Regions from separate parts of the Cricetulus griseus genome. Here region 2 is linked to region 1. Evidence: chromatin contacts called from public Hi-C data. All regions are on one chromosome and are shown on one strand. Each heading gives the region's core, a stretch centred on a gene start, on an enhancer-like site or on the middle of the called end of the contact. The rest is flanking DNA. Distances are from core to core; before and after follow the strand shown. Region 1 overlaps Mapre3 (microtubule-associated protein RP/EB family member 3). Region 2 holds the start of Mapre3 (microtubule-associated protein RP/EB family member 3).

Evidence for each region. A called contact is a pair of places that touch in the nucleus more often than the background predicts.
Region 2: a contact with region 1 is called in a Hi-C map of the CHO-K1 cell line, with 6 times the contacts expected there. The contact joins the promoter of Mapre3 here to the enhancer-like site in region 1. A contact is called at or near these places in 6 of 8 Hi-C or Micro-C datasets (the CHK-Q cell line, the CHL-YN cell line, the CHO-K1 cell line and 2 more).

The regions. Positions count from the first base shown.
Region 1 is chr7:13,518,971-13,524,953 of CriGri-PICRH-1.0, forward strand. All of the region lies in intron 1 of Mapre3 (microtubule-associated protein RP/EB family member 3), which reads right to left. Among named protein-coding and RNA genes, the nearest start is that of Tmem214, 20 kb to the left of the region's middle. Within about 2 kb of position 2,496, at least 1 of the 6 cell types and tissues checked has open chromatin away from gene starts, as enhancers often do. A contact at or near this core is called in the CHO-K1 cell line, where this site is marked.
Region 2 is chr7:13,551,397-13,557,074 of CriGri-PICRH-1.0, forward strand. Mapre3 (microtubule-associated protein RP/EB family member 3) reads right to left here and starts at 3,202. Exons shown (of 7, transcript XM_027424514.2): 1 at 3,035-3,202.

The sequences.
Region 1 (5,983 bases), core at 1,246-3,745:
GGAGACACTGCTATGAGGACCAAAGGCTACCTCACCTTGGGGGCTGAGCAACTCAGAATTGTCAACATCTTCAACTCCATTCCTTATTTCCTGACTCAGGGTCCTGAGCAGGCAGAGAGCAGGACACGCTTGGCTTTCGGCTCTCTGCTGCCTGGCTGCCAAGGCTCTCGCCAGGAAAACAGAGGGGTGTCTTGGGAGCTGGGCATCCTTCTCTTCCTTCAGCTAGTGTGGGCCTAGGACCCTGGATGCAACAGCTGCTAAGTGTGACTGCCCTAAGTGGTAAGAGAGGTATGACTAGGAAACAGGGTTCAGATGGCAGAGGAGGGGTGCAGAAGATGGTTTTTGTTCTTGGTTTTGTGTTCACTCCAAGGAAGTGCTGCTGGCTACAGGAGAGAGGAAATGCCAGCTTGGCATCTGGTTATACATATTGTACGGAGCCTTGAGACTCTCAGCATAGACTTAAGTCTTTTCTCCAGCAGCAGATGACAACGTTCCCCAGGTTACTCAGAGAAGGATGTCAGGATGGTTCCAGAGAAGGACCTGGCCACATTCCAGGAGTGTCTTTCCCCCTAGCATGTTCAGGGGAACAGATAGCTGGCCCACTGTGGATGGCCCGAGGACAGGGAATGGGGCTGCAGGAGCTTCTGGGACATGTTGGGAAGAGAACATTCCCGTTTCCAAAGCCCTATTGGGTCTGGCATCTCTTCTGTGGCTCTCCAGGCTCCCAAAGCCTGTCCATGTTTCTGGGGACAGACACAAACCATGTTATTTTATGTTCTTTTAAAACCACATTCAGGCTAAGTGTGCCAAGGTGATCGCACAGCAAAGTCGAATGACCTGAGTTCAATACTTGGGACCCAGATGATAGAAGGAGAGAACCACCTTTTCTAAATTATCCTCTGATTTCTACATACACCATGGCACACGTGTGCATGAAAACACACACACACACACACACACACACACACACACACACACACACACACACACAAAGCAGGACTACATCTCTTCTGGTCTGAAGCTTATTGTGGTCATGTAGGACAGTGTTCTGCTAAGTTCTTGGCCTTCTCCAAAGTGCTGGATTTTATGAATTAATTAGTATGTTTCCTCTGGCCCTAGGCCCAATCCTTCCCCCATTCAGTGTCCCCTTGGCATCCCTTCCAGTTTTATCCCCTTGCCCTGTTGACAGAATACAGACTGCTCACTTATCCTCCAGCCTTTCTACCGGCCTGTCTGCCATAGAGCTGTCCAGAGCAAACTTCAGGTTCTGTGTTGTCTGATTCTCCATGAACCCAGCACTCCACCCTCCCTGCCCACTTTATGGGATTAATCCCAGATGGAGGCAGATCCCGCCTTAATCCCAGAAGGCCTGCTTACCTTCCTATAGCCTCTCTTCTGGCCTATCACAGGCTCTGAAATGCCTACTGGGAGCACCACTCATGTAGGTCAGAGCAGTTCTCCCCTGAAGGCTTTAATCACCAACTAAGCTCTGCATATGAGGAAATGAAGGCCCTGGATTCAAGAGCCCATGTTCATGATCAGCCACTGGCAAAGTAAAGTTAGGCTGAGCTCAAGCCTCCTGACCCCAGAGCAGCTCCTTCCAGCACCGTCACACTGCTGGAAGCGAGGGTTGAGTTTGTATAGCTGCAGTGCAGAGTGCTACACTCTACTTTCACCCTGGAAGAGGAGGAGGGAAGGAATTGTAGAGGTTCCTCTGTCCCCCTCTCTCTCTCTCTCCTACTGTTTCAATCAGTCTTACTTTAAGGTTTACTATGTATTTATATTTATATTACGCTATTATTTATATATTATATACTGCATGCCAGAAGAGGGCATCAGATCTCATTACAGATGGTTGTGAGCCACCTGAGTTCAATTGCTGGGAATCGAACTCAGGACCTCTGGAAGAGCAGCCAGTGCTCGTAACCTCTGAGTCCTCTCTCCAGCCCCTCAATCAGCCTTACTTTCAACCAGCAAGTATTTGCTGACCACTGATTCATGTGGTCAACCCAGTGGGGCACCTTGTAGCCCCAGCATCACTTTAAGGCCTGGTCTTCTCTTTAAGGAATCTTTTGTTTGGCTGAAGACAAAGTCATTCATAAATGGACCAGGGACCCCATCATTAAAACAGCACATCTGGCTCTCAGGCACCCAACAGCCTGCAAAAGCTGAGTGGGGGGAGGGGGTTAATTGGCAGGTAATTCTGGGGGAAGGTAGTCCCTGATGTGGGCCTGTAAAGATGACGGGATGTCAGAGAGCAGTGAAAACAGGAAGCGTGTTTACTGTCACTTTTATTTGACCAAGTGAGCATGAGACCTGTGACTAAGTCCTAGAGGAATGTTAGGGTGTGCCACCAAAGGCGAGGAGGCTGGGCCAGGTGGGTAAGTCTCAGGATCCAAGGGAAGAGCTGGTTCCAGGAGGAGGTGGCAGTCCTGTTAATGACAGGACCAGAATGTAATGGAGCCGTCATTAGAGTGCACAAGAAGGAAGGAAGGAGCCCTGAGTCATTCTGCTGGAGTGTGGGGACAGAGCTAGACTTGCAACTGACTGGGGGAGTCCAGACACAAGAATGCTAAGGATGGAATTCAGGAGTTTGTCATCAAGGCCACTTGTGTCAAGGCCACTACAGGATGTCGTTCCCGTGAGTTAAAACCTTAAGTGCAATATAGGTTAAACATAGACTTGTGCTCTGTGGCTCGATATTCCCCACATTCCTTCAGAACTCATGGTCTACCGCCCAAGTCAGTTCTAGATCTTATCTGTGCCAGGAGGCTCAGGAGTGGGAGCATACCCCATGCATAAAACACTGGATCAAGAAACAAAGGGAGAGGTGGAAGGGTCACAAGTTCAAAGCCTGCCTGGTCAACTTAGTGAGATCCTGTCTCAAAATAAGGACAACAAGACAAAAAAAGAAAGGAGGGAGAAGGAAAGGGCAGGGCTGAGGATACAGCTCAGCTACAGGGCCAGCTTAGCTGGGTAAGGCCCTGGGTTTAATTGCCAGTACTTCCAAAGAATGAGGGGAAATGTTAATAAAATCTAAATATTTAGAAAAGAATATTTAGGAAAGAATGTTTTGTTTTGTTTTGTTTTGTTTTTTGAGACAGGGTTTTCTCTGTGGCTTTGGAGGCTATCCTGGAACCAGCTCTTGTAGACCAGGCTGGTCTCGAACTCACAAAGATCCGCCTGCCTCTGCCTCCCGAGTACTGGGATTAAAGGCGTGTGCCACCACTGCCCGGCTGAAAGAATGTTTTTTAATCATTTATTTTTATTTTATTATATTTTATTTTATTTATTTATCTATTTTATGTGTGTATGCTGCCTGTGCAGATGTGTGCCTGGGGAGGTCTGAAGAGGGTATCACATAGCCTAGAGCTGCAGCTATAAGTGGCTATGAACCACCTGATAGGTGCTGGGAACCAAACTAGGGTTTTCTTTTTTCTTTTCTTTTCTTCTTTTTTTTTTTTTTTTTTTTTTTTTTTTTTTTTTTGGTTTTTCGAGACAGGGTTTCTCTGTGTAGCTTTGGAGCCTATCCTGGCACTCGCTCTGGAGACCACACCGGCCTCGAACTCACAGAGATCTGCCTACCTCTGTCTCCCGAGTGCTGGGATTAAAGGTGTGTGTCACCAACGCCCGGCCAAACTAGGGTTTTCAAGCATTCCTGGAGTCATCTCTCCAGCCCAGAAAAGAATGATTTCAGTATTGATTTAGTGTTTAGTTGTGTGGTTCATTGGAAACCCTTTTGGCCTTTTGTTTTAAGGAAAATTAATGTAAGACAATAGATAAACAAAAGGGGTTGCCAGGGACACTGTAGAGACTACCATATTCCTCACATATCTGCTTCACTCACCACAACCGAAGCATGTGCTCCACACGCAGGACTACATGCCAGCCACTGTGTAAGGAATGCCACCTACAGGAAGCCACGAGACCCAGCCTGCTGCTGGAGGAAACCAAGGTAAAGGTGGGAGATAGACAGTGAGAGACATGACCAGTGGTGACACACTCGGCTGATTAAGCTGATCTGCTTTTTTTCTGCTAGGAGCTTGAATTGAGAGTTAAGAGGAAATGCACGGGGAAGAGAGGGAAGACAGCCAAGAATCTACCCAGAATGCATGTGTGGGCAAAGACATGACTAGAAAGAAGTAAAAGCCCTATCACCAGCAGCTCTGGATGCCATGGTCAAGGGGAAAGTCTCCAAAGAATTTTAAACCAGGTGGTGGTAGTGCAAGCTATTAATTCCTGCATTCGGGAGGCAGAGGCAGGCAGGTCTCTGAGTTCAAGGCTAGTCTGATCTATAGAGCTAGTTCCAGGACAGCTAGGGTTACACAGAGAAACTCTGTCTCAAAAAAGCAAACAGAAAAAAAAAAAAAGATTTTTTTTGTGTGAACAGAGTATATTTGCAACAATACAAAAGTACAGGTAAAATAATATGTAGTTAAAACAGCAGAACCATTTCTGAATTGAAATTATTATGAATCACAACATTCAGAAACTTAATTCAGCCGGACAGTGGCGGCTCATACCTTTAATTCCAGCACTTGGGAGGAATTACAAAAAGCAAAAACAACAAACAAACAAACAAAAAAAGAAACCTATTTCGATGTACAACTTTCAGAGCTCTTACTTTACATTATCTTTTCTATGAAATACTGGAGAGTTAATTTCAAGGGCCGCTGTTTAAGACAGCACTGCTCCAATTTTTGCAAGTTTTTCATTTTTAGGTGATTTGAGACTCAAGATTCAAATAAAAATGAGTTCTTGGGTGTCCTCATCCAATTCCTCCAGTAACAGGCTATATGGCCATTACTAAAACCAGGAAATTGACATTTGTTATGTTTATCTTAGTGTTGTTCTGTTGCTGTGATAAAATACCTTGGCAAAAGCAACTTAAAGAAGGAGGGGCTTATTTGGCTCCTAGTTGCAGGCCATAGCCTAACACTGCAGGGAAGTCAAGGCCCCAGGAACTGGAATCAGCTGGTTACATCCACAGTGAAGAGTGGACACTGAATGGACACAGACATGCTTGTGTTCCGCCTGATTTCTTTCAGACAGTTCATGATCCTAGGGAATGGTGCCACCCACTCATGACTGTGGGTGGGTCTTGCCACCTGTAGGTAATCAAGATAAACCCCCACAGACATGCCCACAGGCCAGCAGCATCTTGATAATCCCCCATTGAGAGGGATTCTTCCAAGGTAATTCTAGACTGAGTCAAATTGACAATTAAAACCACTCATCATATATAACATTAATTAAACTACAAGCTATGAATAGTGACACGCTCTTGCAATCACAGTACTTTGTAGACAGAGACAGAAAGATTAGGAGCTCAGTACATAGTGTTTATAGTTAGTCTGAGCTATGTGGGACTTTATCTCAAACAAACAAACAAAAACCCCAAGAAATCTCTAAACAACAACCAAAACAAACAAGCGAACAACTAGAGATACTGTTTTTCCTTTGCTTGCATTTTGGCTCTAACAAGGAAGCAACTACTTAGGGTTCCAGGGCTCTGAACAAATCAAAAATCCCACCTATTGGCATACTTTGCTGAGAGGGTTAGGGGCTTTCACACAAGGCCTTTCTCTATAATGATTTCGGCTGTTTTAGTCCTCCTTTGTTCTGACTTAAGCTACACAGAGAAACTGTCCCGAAAAACCAAAAAAAAAAAAAAAAAAAAAAAAAAAAAAAAAAAAAAAAAGAGGGTATAGTGAAATTTGTGAAGAAATTGAGAGACAGGCCATTCTGAACTGTATGATGCAGCCCCAAGAATCCCAGGGGTAACTAGATTTATGGCACTTGGTCTTCTTAACTGTCAAAGGTGTCTCTCAAAACATTTTGTTCATGTCCACTGAACTAAACAGTGTAATTTTAAATACTCTTGCTAAAATAAGCTCGGGCCCTGAGTATTGCTCTTCTTAAATGTGTTCATTTAATAAAATTGATATTTTTTGTTCTTTTATTTTCTTTGATGACAGGTAAA
Region 2 (5,678 bases), core at 1,952-4,451, 33 kb after region 1:
CAGTCAGTGCTCTTAACCTCTGAGCCATCTCTCCAGCCCTGGAAATGTTTTTTCTAATTCTGACTCAGACACTAATGGTCATTTGCGCATTGTACACAGTTGAGTGTTTCCACATACTTTCTACATTAGTGGAGTCACCTGGGGGCAAATCACTTAACTCTTAGTGTCTCATGTCAAAACCCGGAAATAAGAACATTATGACATCTTATGTTTCTGTTCAGTTCTAAGATACTACAGGGAGAGGAACACGTGTCTGGGATCCTCACAGATATGTTTATAAATGAACGGGAGCACATTCATTTTGATCTGAACATTTACATTTCCTACTTAGCTTCTGAAAAACACCACTTGCCTATATTCAGGGCTAGTTCATAAGATGTTTGCTTCCAGCTGTTTACTAAATTTCTGGAGAGTAGCATATTATGGCCCTGAGTTGGACTCCCACATGGGAACTTTGTTTTGTTCAGTAGTTACTAGCATGCCTAAGTCTGGTTAATCACCTAAACCCATAAAGGGCATGGGCTTGGAGACACCCACCTTGACAATGAATGAGCTCTTACGTGGGGCAGTCCTGGCATCTTTACAGAAATGAAACACCATTCTCACTCTAAGATACACAAATATCTCCCTTAAGGCTTGCTAATTCCTGCTTTTGAAACTACGATGTAGCTCAGAATCTAAACACACACACACACACACACACACACACACACACACACACACACACACACACTTTACCTAAAAGATGATGGTAAATTACAGGTTTGTTTCAAGATCAAGGAAATACAGTCCTATAAAACCATATAACACCTGTCACACAGCTTTAGGTCTGACTTGGTCCAAATCATGCTCCCCTCCCTGATCTTAACAATTACCTTCAATAGTAGCTGGATAGGCCTATGAGAGAGGTCTCAGTCATGTTTCTTAAGAGGATCAGTTTATAAGGCATTTAATCATTATCTCATAAAACACTGCTACGGATTTCAAAGGCAAATTAACCCATATAAAAGCCACTCTGATGTTCTGAAGAGGTACTATCCCATAGCAGGCTGCAAAGGGAACACTGCACCTCACACTCCCCTGATCTCTCTAGCCTTGACACATTTTCTTGCTTAATTCACCCCCATCCACCCCAGTAATAACACTGATTCCCAAAATACACTCAGTCCAGGAAGAGCAGCTCTCCAGCACAGCTGTCCCCTCCTGCCCTCCTCGGGTATTTGGGCAAGCTATGTGACACAGAGAGGGACCAGAGGAAGGAATGTAGCTCTCAGGCCCCAGAGTTCCCATTGCACCACAGGCAGGTGCATCCCGCCAAACCCCAGACTGGCATCCGAAACAGAACAAACTCCACTGTTGGATGGGGGCTGTCATTTTCCTGAACTCCATCTCTATGTTTAAAACTAGGGCGACAGCCGTGTTTTCGACTGTAAATGAATCTGATGGGCATGGGGGCAGGGAGTGGCCCTGAGGAGGCTGCCAATAGGCCATGAGTGAGCAAAGCCTAGGAGCAAAATCGCTGCAACTCCAGAAACTCCTGACAAGTCGGGGTCTTTCACCATGAGTTTTAGGAGTGGACCCTTTGTAGCCTGGAGTTAAAAAAAGAAAAGAAGTCCAAAACCTTTTATTCATTAGAGCTGCCTTATATTTACACATATTTTCGAACACTACATTGAAATCTGGGAGGAAAAAAAAGGAATCAAAGGAAGCTGGCAATGAGGTGCACACAGTAGTTAGGAGCCCTCGAGTTGAGGCTTGTCTATGAAGAACTTTCTGGCTATGAGCACAAACTAACTTCAGCTGAGTTTATTGCTGGAAAAAAAGAATAGCTTGGGACTCTATTTCAACACTGGGTATGGCAAGATAGGCAAGGGGATGCGTGGCAAAGGCAACCCTGGGAATCCTACCAGGAAAAGGCCTCCTACCAGGCAACGGCCCCGCCAAGACTCAGAGCCGCAGGAGGCAGGGATACCGGTCTCCAAGCTACTCCATGAGGACTCTCAACGGCCCCTCCTCCCCACTTTGCTCTTACCGTCAAAACCCACTATTGCCTGGTTGGTTACTTCACCAAATTTACAGGTATGGGAAATCAAGTTCTGCCAAGACTCCTTATAGAAACAGTAAGCAGTTGCTATAGATATTACAGGTCGGTCTTCAAACTTCACGTATGCCAAGGACGCAATGTGCCTCTTTAGACATTTAAAGAGTCCTGCAGGTTGTTTATTCACACACACACACACACACACACACACACACACACACACACACACAAAAGAACCGGAAGCACATGAACTTAAGCTCCCAAACCAACCATGTCCCCCTCCCTCCACTCCCTTCGCTTCCCGGTGGCCAGGGCAGTGGCTCGGCGCACTGGAAGGCCACTATGCACGAGCCCTGTACACCCAACAGTAGCTGATCACAATGTAGCTTGACCCCTCTTAGCAAAAACCTATTCCGCAAGCCGCGCCGGCTCTCCGCAGCTACTTAGAACTATCCAGGCCTGCTTTCCTAGACCAATCTCGTCAGGAGCGGGTCAGGAGCGGGTGGGAGAATTGGTCCCTAGGGTCCCAAGGTTTGGACAGATACAATGTCCCCCTCCCCCAAGTCTCCACTGGCTCTCTTCCCTCATCACTCTGTTTCTGCAGATCACTTGGGGAAACTAGAGGCTGGGAGATGTCAGGCCCCGGAGTAAAGAGAGGGGACAGGGGACAGGGGACAGGGGACAAGGGCAGGCAGGAGGGAGTTTGGGGGAAATACAACGCCCCGGGCAGAGGTGCGACAGCGCCACATCTAGAGGGGAAGAACCCCAAGGTGGGTCCCGAGGGAGGAGGGAAGAGCAGGAGGAGTGGCAGGGGAGGCCTGGCCCCGAGACCACCGAGGAGGTCACCGAGAGCCGGAGACGGCGGAATGGGACACGAGTGGGGGCGGGGGCGGGAGCCGGCGGAGATGGGGAGCCCGGTTCCCCTCCCCCAGCCCGGTCCGGGCCTCCCGCTGACTCAGCCCCACGGCGACCGTGGCCTCGGCCCGGACTCACAGTGCGCGAGGCGGCTCCGGCGGAGGCGACAGGGGAGGGGACGGGCGGCAGGGACGCTGCGGCAGAGGCTGCGGCTCCGGCCGGAGGCTCCGGGGCGGAGGGTCCTAGCAGAGGCCGCCGCGGTCTCCGGCTTCAACGCACAGAGACTGCGGGGGGACGAGAGCACTGCGCAGGCGCGATGCGGCCACCGCTGTCAGCCCGAGCGGGGCGGGGCCAGGGCACCCGCCGTCTCCACGGCAACCGGGCGGCGAGAGGCGGACAACCCCTACCTCTACCTCGTCCTAGCAACGGCGGCGGGAGGTGCGGGAGACGAGAACAATCCCTCTAGATCGCCATAGAAACGAGGAGAAGAAACCACTTGGTAAACGTACGGCGGTACCGAGGGAACGCTCTTACCTTGTCACCATGGCAACTGGGAACAGCCCCTTCCTTTTCCCTTAGCAACAGCGTAACAATTCCTCTAGTCAGAGAAGGAGGGAACCTTTACTTCTGATTCCGTAGGAGCGGGATGATGGGGGTTTTCTTACCGCTTCAGCAAAGGCAGAAGAAGAGACTATTTCTTCTCTTTCGCTGACATGGGAGGACTGAAGCCAGGTTTGATGGCCTTACTTGCTTTCTGGCTTCCAATTGCGGTCTGTTACGCTAATCTTCAAAGGCACGTAGTTTTCCCCTACCTCAGTCAAACGTCCCCTTTAGCCTCCCGCGAGGAAGCCTGCCCCTTTACCTCGAAGTGGAGTAACAGAATGGCATTTATACACATAATCGAGGGGTTTGTTTATTTGTCGTTGTAGTTTGAGACAGGTCCTCCCAGCCTGGTAAAGTATAGGCTCACACCTATAATTCTAGAACTTGGGAGGCGGAGGCAGGAGGATTACCAAAAGTTCAAGGCCAATCCTGGGCTACAGAGTGACATCCTCTCTCAACAACAGCAACACAAAAACGAAAGACAGGCTCTTTTCTGTAGCCTGGTGGCCTTTAACTCACCATCTTTGATTAGCTATCCCCTGAGTATTTACTAACCATATAGTCCCTCCCACAGTGCATTTGCTGACAGCTGTTGTTCCTTCCCCTGGCCCACTAGCTGGTGTAGACTCCATTCTTCACAACTAGATCCTTCTTTGACACATCCATTCATGTTCCCAAATTCCTTGTTCCAAGTCTGCTTTGATGGATAGCCTCAGGTTTGGATACATCTTCTTCCTCCCAGTGCCTGCAGTCCTTGGTCCATACTGTTCCCTCCAGGGCTTTGTTATACCCAATGCCATTGAGAGGCCATTGGCTTGGTTCTCTTTGTGAAGGTGGCTTCCGTCTTTCCCTCACCTAGTCCTGACTCCCGGGGATGTCTTGTTGTCACCTCTGAACCCACTTTGTACACACCTTGTTGGTTACATACATCTTACAGTAGCATCCTTTGTTTACACTTCTGCTCCCTAGTCAGACTGTGTGTCCTGGTGGGCAGGAATTCTTACTCATCAGCCTCCCTTAGCATCTCCCACAGAATGTGACACGTAGAAGAGTCCCACTAAATGTGTATGTAATTGACTCAAGTGAAGACAAAGTTTTCATTTTTCCTCGCTTTCTCTGACCTAACTGTCTGACAGTCCACGTCTTCCTCATTGCCTCTGCACATATTTTGTTAACTACTGCTGCTACCATTTTAGCTGGCCAACACCCTTCCTTTTCATCTTAATACCAAGGCTCTAGTTATCTATTAACCAAAAACTCTGGCATTTCCTATATCCTGAAACCTCCCTTTATATTTCAAGATAGGGTTTCTCTGTATTTTTGGAGCCTGTCCTAGAACTTGCTGTGTAGACCAGGCTGGCCTTGAAGTCACAGAGACCCACCTGTCTCTGCCTCCTGAGCGCTTGGATTAAAGGTGTGCGCTCCCACCCCCTGGCCTGAATCCTCACTTTTTGTAATTTTCCCTTCTACAGTCACAAGTATTTCCAGTGAGGTCCATACTGGCTGAAGACACCCTCCTTAACTTTAGTATGAACACAAGCAGGTGCTGATTATACCCTTCAGTGAACAGCACTGGATTCTTCTGGATAGGCTGGCATGCCAGAGATGTTCTGTTTCTTTAAGTCACTTAAAGTCAGCCTTGAAGGTCTAATTTTCTCCTCCAAGTCTCCCTGTTTTGTTCACATGAATCCCACCCCAGGACTACCCAAGAACTGCTGATGTCAAAGTACCCCAAACAGATCCATTCTCTCAGGGAAAAGAGGTGGCAGATTAGAGAGTAAGGAAAAACACAAACAAACAAAAGAGAAACAAACAAACAACAACAACAAAAACCTGGCATGTAGTGAACAAATTCCCCCCTCCCCCTCCCATCTAATGCAGTTGTCAGGAAAAAATTCTGTTGGAATTGTAGGTACTAGGTGATATTGCCCCCTGGCCACATAACTGGAAACTGGAAGTGGTTCCTGACTACCCCTCCAAGGTGTCTGGCTGCTACAAAAACAAGGGTGAGATTTCAGGCTCCATTTACTTCCTTGTGAAGTTCTAGCTCGGCTCTGCGTTTGTAGGTGTAGACCTGGGGGGTGTAGACAGCCCCTGAGTAACCCTGAGATGAAAGGTTGTACACTTTGAGTCATCATCTCTCACCACACGGGAGGCAGGAGGATCTGAAACACACTCT